Regions from separate parts of the Mus musculus genome. Here region 2 is linked to region 1. The links are chromatin contacts, called in public Hi-C maps. All regions are on one chromosome and are shown on one strand. The core of a region is the stretch at or near the end of the contact, and the rest is flanking DNA. Distances in the headings are between cores, read along the strand shown. Region 1 overlaps Ryr1 (ryanodine receptor 1, skeletal muscle). Region 2 holds the start of Spint2 (serine protease inhibitor, Kunitz type 2).

The links. Hi-C and Micro-C count contacts between places; a contact is called where the count stands out from the background.
Region 2: a Hi-C map of bone marrow-derived macrophages shows a contact between it and region 1, with 42 read pairs. The contact joins the promoter of Spint2 here to the enhancer-like site in region 1. A contact is called at or near these places in 15 of 39 promoter capture datasets (the 3T3-L1 cell line, 3T3-L1-derived adipocytes, the C10 cell line and 11 more), 3 of 484 Hi-C or Micro-C datasets (ECoMG myeloid progenitors and bone marrow-derived macrophages), 12 of 115 datasets of contacts at active chromatin or transcription factors (the SCID.adh cell line, T-cell acute lymphoblastic leukemia, acute myeloid leukemia and 6 more) and 4 of 9 other capture datasets (adipose tissue, liver, macrophages and 1 more).

What each region holds. Positions count from the first base shown.
Region 1 is chr7:29,105,890-29,112,358 of GRCm38.p6, forward strand. It overlaps Ryr1 (ryanodine receptor 1, skeletal muscle), which reads right to left. Exons shown (of 106, transcript NM_009109.2): 8 at 6,038-6,131; 9 at 5,515-5,589; 10 at 4,956-5,112; 11 at 4,622-4,786; 12 at 3,830-3,951; 13 at 3,311-3,506. Among named protein-coding and RNA genes, the nearest start is that of Ryr1, 16 kb to the right of the region's middle. Within about 2 kb of position 3,837, at least 40 of the 459 cell types and tissues checked have an H3K27ac peak or open chromatin away from gene starts, as enhancers often do. A contact at or near this core is called in craniofacial prominence, where this site is marked.
Region 2 is chr7:29,277,165-29,283,655 of GRCm38.p6, forward strand. Spint2 (serine protease inhibitor, Kunitz type 2) reads right to left here and starts at 4,813. Exons shown (of 7, transcript NM_011464.2): 1 at 4,348-4,813. The coding sequence starts at 4,453.

The DNA of each region.
Region 1 (6,469 bases), core at 2,587-5,086:
TCTGTAGATGCAATGAACTGAAACTAAGTCCTCTGAGAGAGCAGCAAGTACTCTTAACCGCTGAGCCATCGCTCCAGCCCCTATTCTGAGTATTTTATGCATGTGTGTGTATGCAGATGGGCATGCACATATATGCACCGATGTGTGCATGTGGAGGTCAAAGAACTTCTATCTCCTTTGAGATGAGTTTCTCATTGGCCTAGAGTCTACCACTTAGGTCACTGGCTGGCCGTTAAGCCTTGGGGATCTGCCTGTCTCTGCCTCCCCACTGCTGGGACTCCAAGTGTTTCCCAGCATGCCTGACATTTTTACATGGTGGGGTCTGAGAATCTAACTCAGTTTCTCATGCACTTTGAGCATTCTCTCCAGCCCTTTTATTGTGTGAATCTTAACACACGTAGAGAATGTGTGTAAAACATATACAACTAATTCTCACTCTTCACAGTAACACTCTGTAAAATCACATGAATGGTGAATTATCAACTATTGAACCATTTAAAACACAACAGGGCATTCCTGCAAATGTCTGGATAAGTATGGTTTTGCTTGTTTATTTGAAAGAAGGCCTGTCCTGGAATTGGTAACAACCCTCATGTCCCAATTCCTAGTGCTTGTAGTATAGGTGTAAGCCTCCATACCTGACTTACTATGCTTTTTAAAAACAGGATCTTGTTGTGTAAACCAGGCTAGACTTAGTACTTACTACATAGGGCAGACTGGATTTGAACTTGTGGAAATCCTCCTACCTCTGCCTTCCAAATTCTGGTGTGCCACCACCCTGCCTTAAAATTTTTATTTCTAGGGGCTAGAGAGTCTGAAAAGATGGCTCAGTGGTTAAGAGAGCACTGGCTGCTCTTCCAGAGGACCCTGGTTCAATCCCCAGCACACACATGGCAGCTTACAACTGTCTGTAACTCCAGTTCCAGGTCTCATGACACCTCACACAGACATATGTGCAGACACAAAACAAATGGGCCCAGGCTAGCCCATAATATATATCTACATATCTTTATCTATCTATATCTATATCTATCTATCTATCTATCTATCTACATATATATATATATATATATATATATATATATATATATATATATATATATATATGATGGTATCATGGCTGGAGATGTAGCTCAGTTGGTAATATTTGTTTAGCACATATGAAGTCTCAAGTTTGTTCCCCAGCACCCATAAAGTGAACATGAGCATACACTTATAATTCCTGGGAGGTGAGAGCACAAGGAACAGGTCAGCCTTCCCTACTGCAAGTTCATGGCCAGCCAAGGATAAGAGGGAGAGGGGGAGAGGGTGGGAGAGGAGGAGAGGACAGGGGACAGGAAGGTAGAGGGGAAAGAAGTATATTTGCTTTGTGACCCAGGCTAGCCCCAAACTCCTGGGCTCAAATGACCTTCTTACTTTACCTTCCAAATAGTTGGGACTATCAGCATGAGCTATTGTGCTCTGCTCTGGACACACTATTTCATCAACGAGTTAGTGCATAGCCTTGCTTTATGCATGTTTCTATATAAAGAAACTTATTTATAATATATCGTTTTATTAAAGAATATCCAATTTACAACTAATTGCATTATATTAATGCCTGAATGAAACCTATCTGCATGTATTTCCTTCCTGCACTTAAGAATTCCAGAGGGAGCTACATAGTGAGGGAAAACAAAGGTTGGTGGCACACACATTTAATCCCAGTACTTGGGAGGAAGAGGCAGGCGAATCTCTTGAGTTCGAGGCCAGCCTGGTCTACAGAGTGAGTTCTAGGACAGCCAGGACTATACAGAGAAACCCTGTCTTGAAAAACAAACAAACAAACAAAAATACATCATTAAACAAAGAAGGAGCAGGAAAGAAACAGTCAGACAGACAGACTGACTGACTGACAGACAGACAGGGTCTCACAGAAATGTAAAAAAAAAAAGCATCAAGCTGGGAGTAATAGTTGCACACCCCTTTAATCTCAGCGTTCCAGAGGTGGATCTCTGTGAGTAAGAGGCCAGCCTGGTCTACAGAGTTCCAGGACAGCCAGGACTACATAAAGAAACCTTGTATCACAAAGACAAACAAACAAACAAAAGAATTCCAGATGATCCCTGAAAGTCATTCCTATTTTTACATTTTGAGACAATGTGTGTGTTATGTATTTGTTCATGCACAAGTGTGCATTCTTGTGCCTGTGGAGACCAAAGGTCAACTTGGGGGGGGGGGTTAGGGGGGTGTCTTCTTTGTTATTTGGCTTCTTGGTTTTATGTTTTGTCTCAGTTTGTAGCCTTGGCTGGCCTGAAAATTCCTATATTCACCAGGCTGGGCCTTGAACTTACAGGGATCCTATCCTTCTGCCTCCTGCTCCTGACTTCCAAGTACTAGGATCAAAGACGTGCTTCAAGTTCAGCCATCTTATTTATTTATTTATTTATTTATTTATTTATTTATTTATTTAAGCTTTACGTTACTATTTTTAAATATATGTGAGCGAGAGGGTTTGTGTGTGTGAGCGTGGGTTCCTGTGGAGGCCAAAGGCACCTCTAGAGCTGGAGTTTAGGTGTTTGTGAGCCACTAGATATGGGTACTTGGAAACTGAACTTGAGTCCTCCGATACAGCTATACATTTCTTAACCACAGAGCCATCGCTCCAGCCTCCACCTCGTTTGTGTGCACGTGTGTGAGACAAGGTCTCTTCCTGTACCCACTTATCCGTACTGACTTACCTGACTTAATTCCACCCTGTCTGCAGTTTTGTTATTGTTACTATGCTCTTTCTTGCTCATTAGGAGAGGAGGCTATGCCTTAGTATAAACACATTCCCCGACCACTGACAGGGCAGCAGAGTCCCGGATCTCTTGTTCCACCCCTCTCGGGTCCTCCTAATCTGGCAGAGCCGAGCACCCCACACCTCTTCCCTTCACCTCTTCCCTTCTTGTTCTCCTAAAAGATGACTAATACCTCAGCCCAGTTGAGGTCCTCCCTATAATATCCTCCCAGATGTGCCAAGATCAGCCTCTATTACTGTATCCCTACACCCCACTCCAATACTGCCCTTCTCACCCGAAAAGGCCAGATCCCAGACTCCAACCCAGAAGCCCTATCTATCATTAGGAGCCACTGACTTGACCAAATGTTCACAGGGCTCCACCCCAAGTCTCCTTATTCTCACCCACCCTCAAGGCCCCGCCCATCAAACCGCCCACCCCCTCCTTGAGGCGGGGTCCTTCAGTTTCCTAACAGGCCCTGCCCTCTCTCGCGCTCCTCCCCTGACTTCGCCCCCTCCAAAATCCCACCCTTCAAGGCGCAGCTTTACCTCCTCCTGGAAGAGGCTCTGTCGGTTGCGCAGGCTGCGCAGCTTGGTCTGCTTCTCCTCGTGCTGCAGCTCCTCTGAAGGCGGCTCGAAGTAGCCAATGAGGTCCTGTAGGCTCAGGATGACGCCCTCGATGGGCAATGCTGACCCAGCCGGTGGCCCCGAGCCCCGTGGCTTCCCGCTGAAGCTATCGAGACCCCTGTGGGGACCACAGTGCTCAGGAGGGGTTGGGAACCACCACCGTGCTGGACTCCCACAGAGTTCCCACGGGAGGGGTGGGGGGAGAGGACAGGGAAATAGAAAGGCCTTGGCCCCTGTGTGTAGCAGGCATGGAAGGAAACGGGACTAGAGAGGACCAAGCAAGGGTTTGAGTGCTGGTGTGAAACTTAGGTGATGGTCGCGAACGTGAGGACGAAGGTCATGCATGTCTAAATCAGAAGTCAAAGGCTGTGGGTGCCAGAAGTCTCTGAGGAGGGCTTGTCAGGCGCATGCGTGGCTAGGAGCATGTGCGGGCGGGCTTACTTTATGAACTGGTTGTACAGGCCGGCAGTGCTGTATATCATCCGGGCAGCCTGGGACTCCTCCTGCTGGCATCGCGTCAGTGACAACGCATCATCCATGTGACCTTCCTGGTGCAGCATGGCCTGAGTGTGCAGACAACAGAGGGGTCAGGAAGGGTGGCCACCTGCTCTCTAGGGTGATGGGGATGGAACCTAGGGCTTCATGCATGCTACGAAGGTCCCACGCTGAAATACAGCCCCGGTGTTTTTTCTCTGGGGTCTTTTGAAATAGGGCTTCACTATGTAGTCCAGGCTGACTTCGAACTCACAGTCCTCCCTCTGCTTCTTGAGTGCTAGAGTTATTGGTGTGACCCACCAAGCCCTGCCAATAATTTATGAGTATTGTTTTCAGCCTGCTATTGTTTGGAAGATTCTTGTGGGGATTGGATGCCGGTTTGTGCAGCCGAGATGACCTGCAGAGGCCAGGCCTCTCTATCTATCGCACAGGTTCTAGGGATCAAAGTCAGGGCCAATGGGCTTGGCAGCAAGCTCCTCTAGCCACTGAGCCGTTTTCCTGACCCTTATTTATTTCTCTCTGTGTGTATGGCTCTCTAGTTTTCAATTTCTGTGTGTCTATATCCCTGCTTCTCTCTCTCTTCACACACATACATGCGCACACATACACGCACATGCACACATATACACCTCTTTTTGTCTACCCTAGTCTCATTATAAAGTTGTCAATAAGCTGGGTGATGAGCAGCATGACCCATCACTAGCCCTGTTCACACACACACCCCTTCCAGGAACCTACCTTCTTCTTGAGTACCCCAAGCCTCAGGGCCTTAGGGTCTGGGGCAGCATAGGTGAGCCACAGGCCTGAGGCCACATGCTGTACAAAGCAGAGCGACTCTCCATACTTGATCTCAGGGGGACCCATGCCCTCCACATCTCTCTTGGGGGCCACATCCAGCTTCTCCTACAGGGACAAGGGACAGAGGTCAGCCTTTTCGGCCTGGCATCATGGGAGACCCCAAGCAAGATCCTAGCTAATAGCTAGGAGGCTAGAGGGAAGCCAGGGCTGCAGGTGAGCAAGGGCACCCCCCCTACACACACACACACACACACACACACACACACACACCGACCTTGGAGATTCGGAAGCAAAAGGAAGTAGCCTTGGTGTGGGCCTTGCTGGCATCAACCACCACAAGGCCTTGGTCCTCAGTGAGCCCAAGGTACCTCCCTGTGGTCACATGTCTGATTCTTAGTGGCTGGCCCCAGCGGAGATGGCTTCCACTCCAGCTATGGACAGTGAGAGTGAGGAGAATCAGGAGACCCCTCCCTAGTAGCCATTAAGGTCATAGTCTTGGCTTGCAATTGCTCAGTCATCTCTCTTCTAGGGTTCCCTAGATCTTCCGTGTGACCCCTAAATCTTTCTTAGAGCCCCCTCCTCCTTGCTCAGCAGCTCCGGTCCTCTTGCCAGTCCCTGAACATTCTGCAGTGATCCCAGATATCTCCAGGGAGCCGGCTCTGCAGGAACCTCCCACCTCTCCCAAGGGCTTTTCCTCTAGGGCTCCAGGACCCCCGAGGACCTCCATCTCTCTCAGCCCCACTAGGTTGCCCCCTCCAAACCTTCCAGTATCTCCTTCATATCTCCTTCAAGACCCTTTCTCCCCTCCCAGGCTGCGCCTTGCCCCACCGCACCTGATTCTCAGCGGCTCTAGCCTCCATAGGGAGCGGGCATGAGTGCACACAGGCCCTCCCTCGTAGTAGACAAGTCTGGGGATATGGGAGAGAACAAGGTTAAGTGTGCAGACTCCAGTTCCTAGCCCTGTCCAGAGGGTCCGAGATATACACAAACAGCCCATGCATGGAAGGCTTGGTCCCCAGCCTCTAGGACTATTGGGGAGTGGTAGAACCTTTGGGAGGGTGCCTCCTGGAAAGAGGTTATGTCACTGCAATATTAGAACCTTGGCCCAATGTCATAAGGTAGAAACAGCCTCTGCCATATACTGTTACCATGATGTCCTGTGCCACCCACCTAAAGTAACAGGGGCCAAGCAATCATGGACTGAAACCATGAGCCAAAATAGCCTTTCCTTTTACTAAGTTGACTTTCTCGGGCATTTTGTCACAGTAACAGAAAACTAAACAGCACAAAGTCCCAACCAATCTTCCCCACCCCCAACACCCCTGGACCCCAGGTCTCCTTGTCCCAAGCCCAGACCTGCGTTGATCATCACTGTCAGAAGGGGAGATGGTCAAACATTCATCCATATGTCCATGAAAGAGGCGCAGGACGTGGCCTCCAGTCACAAAGCCTGAGGAAGATCAAGGAGAGGTGGTTGCTCTGAGGCAAGAACCCCAGAAAGACCTGGATGTCAGTGTGGAGTCGAGGGGTCCCATATCTCCCCTGGGGAAGGTTAGGGCAGGCCTGGGGAGTTGATGGTCTGTGATCTAGGCCGTGTCTAAGGACGGGAAAGTGAGGATGTGAGATTCGGGATCTGAGGTTGGAGACCACCCCGTAGGGATCTGGATATGACAGAATAAGGTCAGGGGACTTGGACTCTGTGACTTAGGGTTCTCTGGAGCTTTGAGAGTGGGGTCAGATTATTCAGTCAGAGGATTGGGGCTCCCTGCGGTTGGGGTCTGTGTTCTG
Region 2 (6,491 bases), core at 3,563-6,062, 170 kb after region 1:
GGCCAACCCAGGCAACTGTGAATCCATCTCAATATAGAATAGTCAGGCAGGCATGCTGCCTACCTACAACAGGAGTTCAAGGTCACTCTTGAGTATGTATGTGAGGCTAGTCTAGGTTAGATACAAGACACTGCTTCAAGATAACAAATTTAAGAAGTACACAAAAAAGCCGGGCGGTGGTGGTGCACGCCTTTAATCCCAGCACTTGGGAGGCAGAGGCAGGCGGATTTCTGAGTTTGAGGCTAGCCTGGTCTACAGAGTGAGTTCCAACACAGCCAGGGCTACACAGAGAAACCCTGTCTCGAAAAACTAACAACAACAACAACAAAAAGTACACAAAATGCTTGCCTTGCATGTGTGAGACCCTAAGTTAAATCCCTAGCTGTAAAACAAAACAAACAAACAAACAAACAAAAAAAATACACACACAAGAAAAAAACAAAGAAAATTCAGGGCCCTTTAAATACCAGGGACCTGAGCGAGCATTTTGGTAAAGCAGCTTTTCCATTTAAGGAAGTAATATGCTGGAGATCCGGCCATATCCCAAGACATGCAGGGCAGGCAGGCGTATGATGGGAATATGTAATCAGAGACTTGGGAAGTGTATCCTGTTTCACAAAGGTTCTTGGCTTTGGCCCATGGGTGCTGTGTGTGAAAACAGGCCTGTATTCTGCTCAGGTTCTATCAGACGCTCACACTGTCAGTTAATGCCCCCAAATTAAACACCTTAACATTACAAATCTCCAACTTTGGAAATCATACATTATTGCAGGTTATGACAGCCTTCTGGGGTGAGTCTCCATGGATCAGCGTTCCCTTGGTTGCCTGCCTTTCACATATAACCAACGGGCCACCTTTCTCACTGCCCTCAGCTACCAAGCCTGGCAATGTCAGATCACAGAACCTCAATCACACCCATGCACAGCCCTCAACAGCCTGCTGTCTCTACTTCCACCCAACTCTCACACCCTTTCATTTCTTCAATCTCCTTTCTGAACCTAAAAAAAAAAAAAAAAAAAGCCAAGATGGAGGTGCACACCTTTAATCCTAGCACTTGGAAGGCAGGGGTAGGTAGATCTGGGTCTGATGCCAGCCTGGTCTACAGAGTTCCAAGACAGCACAGAGAAACCCTGATTCAAAAAACAAAACACAAAAACCAGAAAGAATAAATTTAGTAAAAAAAAAAAAAAAAAAAAATTAAGATTTTATGTCTCAGGATTTTGCCTGTGTGCATATATCAAAACCTTGTACACACCTGATTCCTGAGAAAATCAAGAGGACATGGAACCAAGGATATGAATGGTTATGAGCCATCATGTGCTTAGTGGGAACTGAACCTGGATCCTCTGCAACAACCCTGAGCCATCTCTCCAGTCCCTATGAGCCTTCATGATACCTTTCTCAGCCGGGCATGGTGGCACACGCCTTCAATCCCAGGGAGGTAGAGGCAGTCGGATTTCTGAGTTCGAGGCCAGCCTGGTCTACAGAGTGAGTTCCAGGATAGCCAGGGCTACACAGAGAAACCCTGTCTCGGGGAAGAAAAAAAAAACCTTTCTCTAACAAGAACCTAGACCCGTGTTGGGATTGGTTCTAATGCTTTGTCTTATTTTGGCTACCAAAAGGTCCGCTAGCACGTAAGAATCCAGGAAAGTGGCCCAAGAGGTTGGATCTGAGGTAGCAGAGATGAAATATAGATTTTAAAGATATTAATTCAGGAATATCGGAGGTGGGTGTTTGTTAGTCTCAGGGAGGATTAGAAATATGCACCCGGGCTAGAGAGATAGCTCAGCAGTTAAGAGCACTGACTGCTCTTCCAGAGGTCTTGAGTTCAAATCCCAGAAACCACATGGTGGTTCACAACCATCTGTGATGAGATCTGATGCCCTCTTCTGGTGTGCCTGAACATAGCTACAGTGTATAATAAATCTTTATATATATGCGTGTATAAATTTTGCCAGCAGTGGTGGCACAAGCCTTTAATCCCAGAACTTGGGAGACAAGAGGCAGGCAGATTTCTGAGTTGAAGGCCAGCCTGGTCTACAGAGTTCCAGGACAGCCAGGGCTATACTGAAAAAAATCCTGAGAGAGTGGGAGAGGACCATCATCTAGCTAGTCAAAACATCAAAATTTGTGTGTGTGTTTCACTCTCAGAGGGCTCTGGCAGGTAGCTGGAAGAGTGACCCACAGGGAGCCAAAGTGGTTTAAATAAACTCACCACTACATCCCTGCTTCTAGACCCCTCTCCCTTCAACTCCCCCAAACCTCAAGGCAAAAAGATGTCATCAAGAGTAGAAGGTTCACTGCCTGCCACCTGCCATCTGCTGACCCACATCTGCTCCTCTCCACAGTCTTTATCTAGGCTGGGTTTACTTGTGGGGAGTTCCATTCAGACAAAGGAGCCTTGTTCTCTGTCTACCCTCCAATGACCTTGTCTTCCACATCACCTCAGTCTAACATGAACATTTACATTTCTTCAGGACCCCAGTGTCCTCACCTAGGCTCAGGGTCCACTCTATCTAATTTTCTAAGTCTTTCCTTCCAGAACCTCAACTGTAACAATCTGCTGACCATACCTGCCACCTTCCCACTGCCCCTCAGCTACTGGTGAAGATAAGAATCTATGAGCGGCCTTTTATAATCACTCCTGTCCAAGTTCCTCCACTTCCTTTGGTAGCACTATACAGCTAGAATGTGCCAGAGACATGCCTTTGTTTGCTGAGAAAAACCAGACACCCATCCAACCCAAAAAAAAAAAAAAAAAACCCAAAACCTATCAAAACTGGTGCCTCTGACAAAGCTGTTGAAGCTTTCAAACAAAGAGCCCTTGATATAAGTGAGGGCAGCAGTTCACCAGCCTGAAGGCCGGCGTACTTCAAAAAGGTCGGTAAGTCTAGTCCGTTCAGAAGGACACGGCCTAGCCAATCACTTTGTGTGACCTTCCAAAGGCCTATGATGTCACCACCACATCAGGCCGGTTCTAGGCTCAGACAACGCAAGAGCTTAGAAAAGCCATATCCACAGCCACAGGCCAGGTAACTTATAGACACAAGGCAACCTGGAGTCTGGCTATACTACAATGGTCAACCTCTGCACTTCTGACTCTGGATCACCAGGGCTGAGCCTCTCCCACCGGCCTGTGGCATTCTCCATAACTCTTGTTGTTGCCCTAGTCTTAGACACAGGAATAGACCATTCCTCAGAAGCTACCACACTCCCTGCTTTCTCTTTCACCAAATAGGTTGCCCACTAAGGACTTGGGCCTCGTGGCTGTGTCCACTTCTCCCCTTCCTGACTTCTGTTCCAGCCTTGGGGTGGGGGTGGGGTCTTTTCCTTGATCACAATCAATTTTACTCTAGACCCTCACTACTCCCTCCCACTACCTGGGACACTGGTCCCAAGGTCTTAGTATGGCTGCCACCTACTCATTCAATTGTTAGGATAGGTGCCACCCTCCTTAGAGTACTTCCTGAGTTAAGTACCCTTCACCATCTTCTATCACTGTTCTTATCCCGCTGTCTTCTAGTCACCGCTAGTCATTTAATCTTTGGCGAGTACTCTGCACGTTAAGTGTTCGCTCCCACTGGAATCCAAGCTCTGCGAATTCAGGAACCTGTCTAGTCTTGAGTCAGCCACGACCACCATTCTTACAGACCCTCAGCGGGGACTCAATTAAGTTTGCTCAATCAATGAATTCTTTCAAAAGAGATCTTTTCAAAGCTGGCTAGTGGTTGTCTGAAGCAGTTAAAAGTTGTAACGACTCCTAAAGACGCAAACCCCAGCTGCTGGGTGCCAATACTACACTCGGAGAACAGACGTTCCTGCATTGGCAGGCACCTTGGCAAAGCTCCTCCCTTCTACCAACCGCTGCTTCTCTTCTTCCTCGGGAGATCATGGGGCTGTTGCCATATGTGATATCAACAGGTGTCCGAAGTGCGTTTTCCCTGTACCCAAAGCGGCCAACAGGTCTCCCGAACAAATTTCCACCTCTGAGGCTTGAATGCGCCCCCCACCCCCACCCCAAGTCCCCGTCCCCACCCCGGGCTTTCTTTGGCCAAGCAATTTCCGCTTCGTTGAGCTCCTCACCCACTTCCAGTGCCACGCCTTCCTGGGTCAATACACCTCATCTCCCTCCCTTCCTCCTTCCTTCTGGAAGGGACACTTTGCTAACCCTTACGCCCCCGCGCTCGCGAGGCTCCTACCCTTCCTAGCCCGCCACCTGCAGGTCTGGCTCCACCGCCCATCCTCCCCAACCCCAAGGAGCCTGCGATCACTCTGCGCACCGAGTACCCCCACTTTCGCTGCGGCCTCCTCTATCCCCTGCTCCCGGATCCCCCGCCTGGCCCTCACCGTGGACGTCTAGTTCTCGGCTGGCCACCTGGGCCCCGGAGAGGAGCAGCGAAGCTACCAAGGCGAGGAGCGCCCGGCCCCGCCGCAGCTCACAAAGCTGCGCCATGACCTGCTGCCAGCGCCGCGCGCCAGGCCTCGAGCCGCCGGCCGTTGGGGTGTGGGGGTGGGGTCTCGCGAGCAGGTGCGGGAAAGCCCACGGCCGCGCACGCGCACTGCAGGTCCGCGGGCTCAGGTGCGGCTTCGCCCCGGAGTAGGACTTCGAGGCGCCCGGGTCCCCGGAAGCCCTTTTTTCTGGCTTTTGGCGCGTGCGACGCCTTAGTTGCCTCCCAACACGGTCCCTGGACTCGCGCGGCAACACTCTGCGACTCTTCCCCAGACTGTGAAAGCCTCCACCCGTCCGAGGAGTACTACGGCGAATGGCGGACGCAGGGACACAAGAGAAGGTGGCACCCAGGCTGGGGGTGGGGCGCACCTGGCGGGGCGGGGCAGATGCGGCGCAAGCGCGGAGGGCCCCGCACCTGGCTCTGCGGCCTGCACCTGGCACCGCCCCCGGCTCCTGGGAGGAGGCGTGGTTGGCATTGACCCCGCCCCAGCCGGACCTTGCGGGAGGCGTGGGTCTGTTGGCCACGACGTCCTTGCGCCTTCGTGCTTGCGCTGTGACTATGGCGAGAGAAACTTTTCGGAAACCTGTGGCTGTCTGCCCGCTCTGCTTTAGCGTTCCTTTAGGTGTGAGAGATATATCCTGCCTAAATTCCTCGTTCTCTGTGCCATAAACAAATGTCCCGGATTGAGCAGTGGCCAGGCCAGCTTGGCCTGTGTGTCGTCAAACAGGATCAGCCCGTAGTAGTGATGCGGAAGCAGAGGGAAGAGTGATCAGGAATGTGATGGTGAAATCCTACAGTTGAGTGAGCAGGGGTTGGGACAGTGAAAATCAGGGCATGATCAGAGCCCAGTTTCCTATTCAGTGCGACTGCCAGTTAGGCAGGGCACTGTCTGGAAAGAGGTGACAAGTCCTTAAAACTGCAGGTTTCTCTGGACCCCGTACAGGAAGACAAATACAAATATATAGAGGTGTTAGGGTGACGATCAGAAGCTTGCAAAGGATGAACAGACCTGAAAGGGGGAGGGACACGGGGACTGGACTAGGTACAACACCCAAAGGAGACTTACAAACCACTACCACAGAACCAGGGTGGGCTTCTGGAAAGAAGCTCCATTTAAACTGGATGAATGGAGGAGGGCTGACAGAGGAAGTAGAAGGCCGTTAGCAGAAGAATTAATGATCTCGTTATCATTGAAAATACTGCTCTTGGGCTGGCAAAGTGGCTAAGTAAATACAACTGCCACCAAACCTGATGACCAGATTCGCACCTGCTCGCAAGGTCACCCCCCACCACCACCCCCCAACGGCTGGAGGCCTGGCGTGCCCGGGTGCTCCACGCCTTGTTAGCTTCGCTGCTTCTCTCCGGGGCCCAGGCGGCCAGGAGATTCCTGGTGCAAACACGGTGGAAGAAGAGAACTGGCTTCCTGAAGTTCTCTGACCTCCACACTGTAGCCATGGCACCTGCCAGACCACACGAACACAGACACACACACACAGACACACACACACACACAGACACACACACACACACACACACACACACAAATAAATGTGTTTAAGAAAAATAAAATAGGGCTGGAGAGATGGCTCAGCGGTTAAGAGCACTGACTGCTCTTCTGAAGGTCCTGAGTTCAAATCCCAGCAACCACATGGTGGCTCACAACCATCTATAATAAGATCTGTCACCCTCTTCTGGTGTCTAAAGACAACTACAGTATACTTCATACAATAATAAATAAATCAAAAAAAAAAAAAAAAAAAGGAACTGACTGCTCTTCCAGAGGTCCTGAGTTCAATTCCCAGCAACCACATGGTGGCTCACAACCATCCAAAACGAGTAGCCGTCTTCAGATACTCCAGAAGAGGGCGTCAGATCTCGTTATGGATGGTTGTGAGCCACCATGTGGTTGCTGGGAATTTAACCCAGGACCTCTGGAAGGGCAGTCGGGTGCTCTTACCCACTGAGCAATCTCACCAGCCCCAATAAATCTTTTTTTAAAAAAGAAAAGAAAAAGAAAATAACGTCCTTATTACGGTAAAC